Linked DNA regions of Sus scrofa: region 2 is linked to region 1. Evidence: chromatin contacts called from public HiChIP or PLAC-seq data. All regions are on one chromosome and are shown on one strand. Each heading gives the region's core, a stretch centred on a gene start, on an enhancer-like site or on the middle of the called end of the contact. The rest is flanking DNA. Distances are from core to core; before and after follow the strand shown.

What was found. HiChIP or PLAC-seq counts read pairs in DNA pulled down with a chosen protein or histone mark.
Region 2: a contact with region 1 is called in an H3K27ac HiChIP or PLAC-seq map of alveolar macrophages. The contact joins two enhancer-like sites. A contact is called at or near these places in 1 of 47 Hi-C or Micro-C datasets (embryonic fibroblasts) and 2 of 2 datasets of contacts at active chromatin or transcription factors (alveolar macrophages and skeletal muscle).

The regions. Positions count from the first base shown.
Region 1 is chr3:93,652,343-93,656,854 of Sscrofa11.1, forward strand. It overlaps LOC110260019 (a long non-coding RNA gene), which reads right to left. Exons shown (of 3, transcript XR_002342725.1): 2 at 3,902-4,092; 3 at 863-3,418. Among named protein-coding and RNA genes, the nearest start is that of MCFD2, 34 kb to the left of the region's middle. Within about 2 kb of position 2,964, at least 9 of the 83 cell types and tissues checked have an H3K27ac peak or open chromatin away from gene starts, as enhancers often do. A contact at or near this core is called in alveolar macrophages, where this site is marked.
Region 2 is chr3:93,800,310-93,804,631 of Sscrofa11.1, forward strand. The region is part of intron 1 of SOCS5 (suppressor of cytokine signaling 5); the gene reads right to left. Among named protein-coding and RNA genes, the nearest start is that of SOCS5, 52 kb to the right of the region's middle. Within about 2 kb of position 2,727, at least 4 of the 83 cell types and tissues checked have an H3K27ac peak or open chromatin away from gene starts, as enhancers often do. A contact at or near this core is called in alveolar macrophages, where this site is marked.

The sequences.
Region 1 (4,512 bases), core at 1,714-4,213:
CTTACCCTGTGTCGGGTGGCTTGTAAATGAGGGCAGGAACCATGACCTCTGATGCACTTTTTTCTTCCCCATCCTCACCACAACGAGCCCTTGGTTGGGCAAGTAGGTGGGTGGTGGTAAAACAAACCAAACTGCCATGCTCCACATGTATCCTGCCCAAAGCTTAAAAGTTTAGTTGGAAAACCTAAAATACCCACAAGGGAATCACTTAGGAGTGATGACCAAGCAGAGTCCCAGAGGGCGCCACCCGCAGATGGCTTGGTGAATCCATTAACTCAGACACATGGAGGGTGACGCAAGTTGGTCTCAGAACCTTCAAATGAACAAATCTGAGCACATGTTCCCTGGATTGTGTTGTGGTTCTGTTACTTTTGCTTGGTGTTTGCAGGGGAAGCCGTGCTTCAGGCTGAGGCGGCCTTTCTTTTTCCTTCCCTTGGCTGCAGTTAGGCTCTTGGTTTTCTCCAAGACAAACACTAAATTCTTGAAAGCTGAGGCCGTCCACCCTGGGTGTGAATGCAGATGGTGATTTAGTCTTTGGTTTCTCCAAGTATGAACTTTATTGCCTGAGCTGGTTATTGACTTATGAGCAGATTAAAAGGAAGGGAAAAAGTCTCTCCCAGCTAAAGACACCCACCAGACTTTTCTGAAGTTTAAAGTTGAAATTCAGCAGCAGTTTGGCTGTAGTTGAGGAAAGGGAATTTGGGCCAGATTCAGCCTTCACATTCAAAAAGTGTTCAAGGGTCCAGCCTTGCAGCTCTAAGGAGCATAATATCCTCCCTTAGAAAGGGAAAAGTTGGCTTCCAACATTGGTTGCCTCAACCTTGGCCTTTGCCGAGAAGATAGAGGCAATTATTCAAATAATTCAAGAATCCAGAGGGAGCAAGGGGGACCCTAGTTTCTGCAGACGGTGTGGCATGATGGTTACCATCAGATATCCTGATCAGGTCACCCAGGGCCATCTGGACACACACAAGTCCTCTGGGTCTGTTGACCCCTCATCTTTGGCTCAGTGAAGGGGGGTGGCTTTTTAGGGGCTGGGGCTGAATCTAGCACAGATAAGTCTGGCCAACACAGAGTTTTAACTTTTCTTCCCTTCTCTTCTCAAAATGTGTGTGCTCTTAGGAGGGGACACTGCTACGCTTCCTAATTCTCACCGTTTCCTGATTTTTACACCCACTCCACACACCCACAGAATAGAAGCCTGGTAAGGACTCTCTCTGCTTTAAAGATCCCATGATTAAGATATTCACGATTCATCCACCTCTTGAAATACTAAAATCATTTTGCTGAAAAATATTTGTTGATATGAGAAAAATATTCACCACCTAATGCATGTGTAACAGTGATAATGCTGATACTAGAAGGTCATGTACTGAAATGTGAACTGTGGAAAACTCAGCTTTGAGATGAAAGGTGAGTTGTATTTTTCATCTTTCTGCATCAGATGTTATCATACTTACTAGTTTCTATCTGAGGCCTGAATGAACTATAAGCTCTCTGAGTGTAGGGTCTGTGCTAATGTATTTCTTGGTATGTCCACAATGGCAAGAACCATTTCAAGGATGCAGGAGCCATTGGCTAAATAGTTGTTTAATGAATTAATGACTGCTTTTCTGGGTTGTATAAATTGCTCATTGAACATCTAATAATTTTATCAGTACTAAAGAGTAGGGAGAGCAGTAAAAACATACAAAAAATAAGATGTGCTCTAATGAAAATTTATATCCTTAAATGCCTTCATTAAAACAAATATCAACAACCCACAGAAGCTTGAATACTGGATGAATAAACAGATGTTGAGCAGGGCTTCTGCTGCAGTGTCAGCTTTGGTAGGAGACATTGTCAGGTCCAGGGACCCCCAGCCCTGGGGAGCTTCTCAAGAGCATGCAGAGTCTCCCCCGGAATGTCAGCACGGGACCCTGAGACCCCCAAGCCACCTAAGGGCTGATCTGCTGGCCAAGGGAAGGGGAGGCTTTGAACCTGGGAGCGTTTATGGCTTTGACAGTCGAGTGAACTGACTTTTTGTTATAGAAAATGGGACTCTTTATTTATACCCAAGAGTAACTGGAACGCTATGGAACCCGCTTTCGATTTCATTAGAAGAACACAGGTTGCTGGAGACTCTTTTGAGCCTCTGTGTGCGCCTCCTGAGGCAGCGCATTAAGTGAATTCTACCTGTCAGTGATAAGAGCTGTACTGTCCTTGAAGGAGCCTTGTTGTTGCCCGCCCGTGTTTGTTTCTTCCAGCCTGCTGCCCCTTGCAGTCCTGGTGCTCAGTCCGTGCCCAAAGTCGTCTGCAAACGTCTGTCCGTGGAATAAAAGGGGATCCTCAGGCAGCTGGGTGTGCTCAGTCAGGCTGCTTGGTGAAGGTCGGAGGAGTAAGAAAGCGGGACGGAGATGACGCATGCGCCTGTGAGGACGCCGCGGCAGGGGGCGGGGGAGCACGCAGTGGTTGTGTGCATGGGTGGGAGCCTTTAGACAGCCTAAGCTTCTGGGCTCAGATCAGGTGCAGCTGCTCCCCCAGGTGCTTGCACCCAGGCCTCTTCACAGGGTCTCTGTTGCCCGTGGGGTGTGGGGAGTCCGCATTATGGCTTCATGTAAATGAGCCTGGGCAGAAACTGTGTCCTGTTTCTGGTCTCCCCCCTCCCACCAGCTTGCACTTGCTAAAAGCTTGCTGTTGATTCATCGACTGGCAGGGCAGGGTAGGGGTAAGCTCTCAACTTGGCTGTACATCAGAATCACCTGGGCGGCTTTTAAAGCTCCCAGTGCCCAGGCCCACCCTGGACCAGTTACATCAGAATCTCTGGGGGTGGGACCCCGTCAAGAAGACTTTTTAAAGACCCTCTTCTTATGCCCATGCCCTGCAGTTGAGACCAACAGAGGGAGCCAGGTTGAGAGCTGGGAATATACTTGCATTCCGGCTGCCTATCCTGGCCTCATCCTAGCCCTGGCTGACCCCCATACACTCTCTAGAACACATACTTGGGCTTAATGGCAGGGGTGAGGCTGAGGTGATCCCCGCCATCTGTGGGGCTGCCTCTGGCTGTGGAAGATGTGACAAGGTCACCAGCAGCGTGGGCTGGATTTCTCACAAGTGCGATTTATGAGGCAAAAATTTCTCTCTTCATAAAAATGTCCCCGGTTCCTGTTGCGAAGGGTAATTGAGGCTTTTAGCTTCTGTGTCACGGTCATCACCCATTTCTTTATATGCCTGGTGGTATCGCCCACGGGGAATTAAGTCATATTCTTGGTCAGTGAGTAACATAGAGGTAGCGTGAACTGGACATCCAGGCCAGGTGACTCAGCCAGGACCAGAGTCCCTGGGGAGCATCTCTTCCTGTCCCTGTCCCTGGGTTCACTCAGACCACGCCGGGGGCGGGAGGGAGCAGAAACATCTGGAACGGCTCCTGCTTTCTTGTCTGTAAAAGGGGGGTAACGTGAGGGTTAAAGGAGGCCATGAATGTGAAAAATCTGGTGTGTAGTGGGTGATGGCTCATTTAAGCCACCTGACTGCTGCTTGCATTTCCACCGTTCCTCCCTTTCCCCACAGGGCCCCAAACACACAAACACAATTTTACCTGCAGCAGGAGCTGAGAAAGATTGGTGCACTGAATTCCAAACACCGGGGGTTCGGGCCAGAGGTAATACTCTTGGGGGATTTTAGGCCCCTTCCCCTTCCCTGCCATGAAGTCCTGCCCTCCCTCCCTTCAGTGCGCAGTCCAGCTGCAGGGCTCGCCCCTTCCCTGAGAGGGAGCCCCCTAGTGGCAGGCTGAAGGTCCCCTGCACATCTCTGGCGGCCTTCTCACCTCACCTGCAACCCTAAGTGGTACATAGACCCAGGAACAAAAATCTCTATCATTCTTCCTCTTGACAGATAAGGGAACAGACTCAGAGAAGCTTACCTTTTTGTCCAGGTCACAGAACTAGTTCCTCTATTCCAGTCATTTTTCCCAGTCTCGCTGCCCAGCTTTGACTCTGGGGATGAGAGCGCCCCCTGGAGGGTTCTCCTGGGAGTGGAGTCTTGAGGCTCGCTCCCCAGGGCCAGGGTGTTGAACTGAGAAGTCAAAGGACTGCAGATGGGGAAGTAGGCTGTCTGGGCAGAGAAAGGATGGGCCATGAGGGTTGGTGCAGGCCAGGTCCACTGCTCCAGTGCAGCCGAGGCACTGACTCATCAGGAAAAAGTGGCCGATTGTTGACTAGCCAGCGAGTTTGTCCTGAAAGAGCGTGTCCGTGGTGCTAGAGAGACTCCAGGTCTGAAACGGTTAGAATGGTGATGGCAGGAGACCGAGGCAGGCATGTCACGGGGAGTGTGTTCAAGGCAGTGAGGGTTCCTAGTCCTGGTTTTCCCAGTCAGCAGCTGGTGGGCTTGGGACCAGCTAAGCTCTCCGTGCCTCTGTGAACCAATCTCTAAAGTGTGGATTCCAGTCGCTATCTCAGTGGGCTGTTAGGAGGATTGATTAACATGTAAGAGAGCTCTTGTCAAATTCCTGGCCCAGAGCAAACCCAGTGTAAG
Region 2 (4,322 bases), core at 1,477-3,976, 150 kb after region 1:
CTAAGTTCCTTTCATGGGTTGGATGTAAGGATTAGAAACCATAAGGCCCTTGGCTCATGGGAGACACTCCAAAGACAGACAGTAGCTTTTAAATGTTACCAGTCCTATCTGGCACAAAGCTTTAGCTTTCCTTTCTTTTAAAAACAGTTCTCCCGGAGTTCCGGTCATGGCTCAGCAGAAATGAATCTGACTAGGAACCATGAGGTTGCGGGTTCAATCCCTAGCATTACCCGGTGGGTTAGGGATCTGGCATTGCCCTGAGCTGTGGTGTAGGTTGCAGAGGTGGCTCGGATCTGGCATTGCTGTGGCTGTGGTATAGGCTACCAGCTACAGCTCCGATTGGACCCCTAGCCTGGGAACCTCCATATGCTGCGGGAGCGGCCCTAGAAAAGGCAAAAAATAAAAAATAAAAACAGTTCTCCCTTTCAGTTCTTGTGGGTCATGCCACAAATATCAGCTTCTTCCTACGTACAACATCTGCCAAACTGCAAGTTCTACTAATCATTTAAATGTCTATATTGTTTCCTAGCAAACATTATGGGGATTTCAGTGTTCCTTAGCAGTTGAAGCTATAGCTCATCTACAACCTAAACTAAGCACAGCTAATTTGTATAGTACTGGGCAAGGTCCAGGAACATAGTCCTCATTCATTTTTTTTTTTTGCTTCAATATTCCTTTTTAGTCTGTAACACTGCCACAGTTTAAATTTTACTATATAGATACTGCACACTGGGGAGGCATAAAATCCTAGTAAGTTATGCTTCATTTTCTATGGAGAAAGTATCTTATGGAATATACCAACAGATACACTATTCATTGAAATGTTTCTTATCTGGCCAGCATTATTGGCCAAGAACATGTGCTTTTGCTTCAGAGAGCCCTAAAAGCAAATTCAAGCACTCACTAGCTGTGTGAAACCTAAGTCTCAGCCTTTCCATCTAAAAATAGGAACAACTACCCCTCTCTTACAAGGGTTTTTTAAGAGGATAATATGACATAAAGGTAAGTACAGCTGAGTATAGAAAAGGGGCTCAAAAATGATAGTTTCTGTAATACAACCAATCCATAAAGCAGGAGAAGTACATGCCGGTGATAGCAGCATCATAAGGGTGTGCGCTTGATTAGTGCACTGCCTCTGCAGACAACATTTCCTAGAGCATAGGGCATCCAATTCACCTCCCCCCACCCCACGCACACAAATCTCCCTCAATCCCAAAAGGTAAGCTAGAAACAAATGAAAACCAACAAAGCAAAACTACTCTCAGAGGAGGAACTTCATGGATCAAGCTACTACACTGGTTAGCCTTAATCCAGAAAAGAACCTCTGATTTGGGACTGCTTAACAATGAGCCCGTTGTGATCCTGCTAATAACTTACAAAGAATATTCAGTTACCAATGGTAAGTGAGAAGTTGTAATCTGGACCATTTAGTAACCCTAGCAGTTTAGTATCATAAGAAATAGGATGACCCTAAGGACTAAAATAAAATGATTTTTATAGCAACAATTTCCTTCTGTTTTTTATATCTAAAACTACTTAGAATACAGTTATCATTCTTTTTACAGACTAAAGGATATTACTCTCTTCTATGCCAAATTATAGGCCTGAAGAAAATCCAGGGTCTTCAAATAATTTGACAGCCTGTAATGAACTCAAGAAAGAAAGGAAAAGAAGCAAAGAGAAAAGGAAGGGAAAAGAAAAGACCATAATCAGGACCACTTCCTTTGCTTTTTATCTACTCTCTCTACCAGCCTAAGTAAAAAGAAAATTTAAGCATCTAGAAATTAGTCTACTCTATTTGGGAGGAGTATTGGGAGAAGTAAATACAAATGGGATACCCTTTAACCATTTAAGTAAACTAATTTCAAGAGAAGCACTTTGACCAAAATTACAGATTAGAAACTCCAAGAAATATACCCCAGTTCTGTGCTATGTTTTACCATGTAACATATAATTTTATTTTTTTAATTAATTTATGTTTATGGCTGCATATGGAAGTTCCCTTGGCATGTGCATATTCTGGGCCAGGGATTAAATCCGAGCCGCAGCTGTGATCTAGGCCACAGCTGTGGCAACGACGGATCCTTTAACCCACCGCACCAGGCCAAGGATCCCGAGCCCCTGCAGTTGGATGCCTAACCCACTGCTCCATAGCAGGAACTCCTGATTTTATTTTTTAAAGTAAAACATCAAAAAACCTTTGGCTTGTTAAACAACTGAAACAAAACCTTATCTATCAAAAGTTAGAAACAAGTTATCTGAAAAGATGATAAAAATATATATTCACTTTAGCATCTATTTGTACTACATGCAGAAATGCACAACAGTTTGGAAACTGCAAATGAGAAAAGGCCAGTGCAGGCAGGGTAAGATTTAGAGAAAAGAGAAGTGCCATGAGCAAGTACACTGACCAGAGCAAGAGACCAAAAAAACCTTAGAAAGCATAATAGCCTGGGGTCACAAACTACATGGATACATATGTAAGACATAAAAAGGGAACAGAGATTTTTAAAAAGACCATCGTGTAGAACTTTAAGCAAATAAGAGGTGGCTGGATTTTTAGAAAAATATAAAATTTCAAAACTGACTCAAGAAAAAAGCAATAGCCATAACTCTAAAGAAATTTTGAATTAGTAATTAAAAATCTATACACAAGGAAAGCACCAAGGCAAGTGTTCTAGGAGAAGTCAATTTGTCTAACAACTATGATCACTGGATGCCAGAGCAAGAGGTTAGGGCCCAAAGGGAAGTGAAAGCCAGCACAATAAGGAAGAAAAAGAAATAAATGCATAACTGGAAAGGATGAAATAAAACTGTCTATTTTCAGATGACATGATTGTTCACAAAGAAAATCTTAAGGAATCTTTCTTTAAAAAAAAAAAAAAAAAATGACCTTAAAGGGCAAGGAAATCAGGCTGAGAGGTTATGTATGTATGTCTTTCTAGGGCCGCACTTGTGGCATATGGAAGTTCTCAGGCCAGGGGTCAAATTGGCTGCTGACCTACACCACAGCCACAGCAATGCGGGATCCAAGCCACAACTGCAACCTACACCACAGCTCATGCAACACCGCATCCTTACTTAACACAGTGAACAAAGCCAGGGATCAAATTGGCATCTTTATGGATACCAGTTCTTAATCCACTGAGCCACAACGGGAACTCCCGAGAGGACATTTCTTTAAAATAATGCCTTTAGCCAAAGTCCCGACCTCTGCGAAGTTCCCTAAGGAGTGGTGAACTGGAAGAACATTGCCTAGAGTCCACCCTAGAGCCCTATCAGGTCTGCGCCCCCTCTCTCTGTCTCCAATGCAGAGTCTTCTCCCAGGCTGAGTCTTCATCATTTGCATGTATTACTTGTAACAGCTGCGTAAATAAAGTGCACCTTCCTCCATTCTCACTCCTCTCTAGAACATCTTCCATAATATTGATCCCAGGATTTCAAGCAGCTAAAAAAAAGTCAAGGGACTCTAAGTCTGGCTACTTCTACATTTTAGGAACTCAGCATGAAAGGAGCAACAAAACAACAACTATCAGTATGACAGGAATATAAAGGTAACACAGCTGAAATAATAGCACTAGGAGAAATAAGATAAACCAAATAAAGTCTCTCTAAAAAGGAGAATTTCTGAGTGGTCACTCTTCAATCCTTCTGGGGAAAAAAAACAAAGAAACTCTTAGAAAAAAACTGATATTTCAAATAGTTAAAAATGTAAATAAACAACCGAAAGAGATTTGTGAGGAGTCTTTCATGGGAGATGTTAAAGAGGATAAGCAACCCTCTGTCTCCAGGCAGCTCAGGTAGTCCTTGCTCTATAAGCAACTGAATTAACAAACCTCAACGACCTGGGATTTTTTTTTTTTTAAATATTAGAATTTAAAATATAAACATAGCATTCTACAAACAGACTCAAGTTAAGGTCTAGGAGCAGCACATCAGTTACAACTGATTCCTAATCCTACTACTGTCCAATTAAACTAAAGTACTATCCCCTAACGTCCAACATGCTGAGTTAATCTAAATAGTCTTGTATTCTATAGCTAGTCCTATTTCCGTTAGGTGCTAATTTAATGTTCATTTTAAATACTACAAGTGTCATCTGCAAAAAAATACCTAATAGAAGCAATACTATTCTATCAAACTTTCCCCTTCCTGTCTCCCCCTTAAAAAACCTCTCTTCACAGTTTAAGAGATATTTATTTCCCATAAACACAGCTTTAAAAAGAGGGTTACTTTACAGATAAAGAAAAGTACATTTAAATAGTCTGAAAGCTGAATTGACCAGTTTAAAGTACAGTTAATTCTTAATAGTCTTTGAAAAT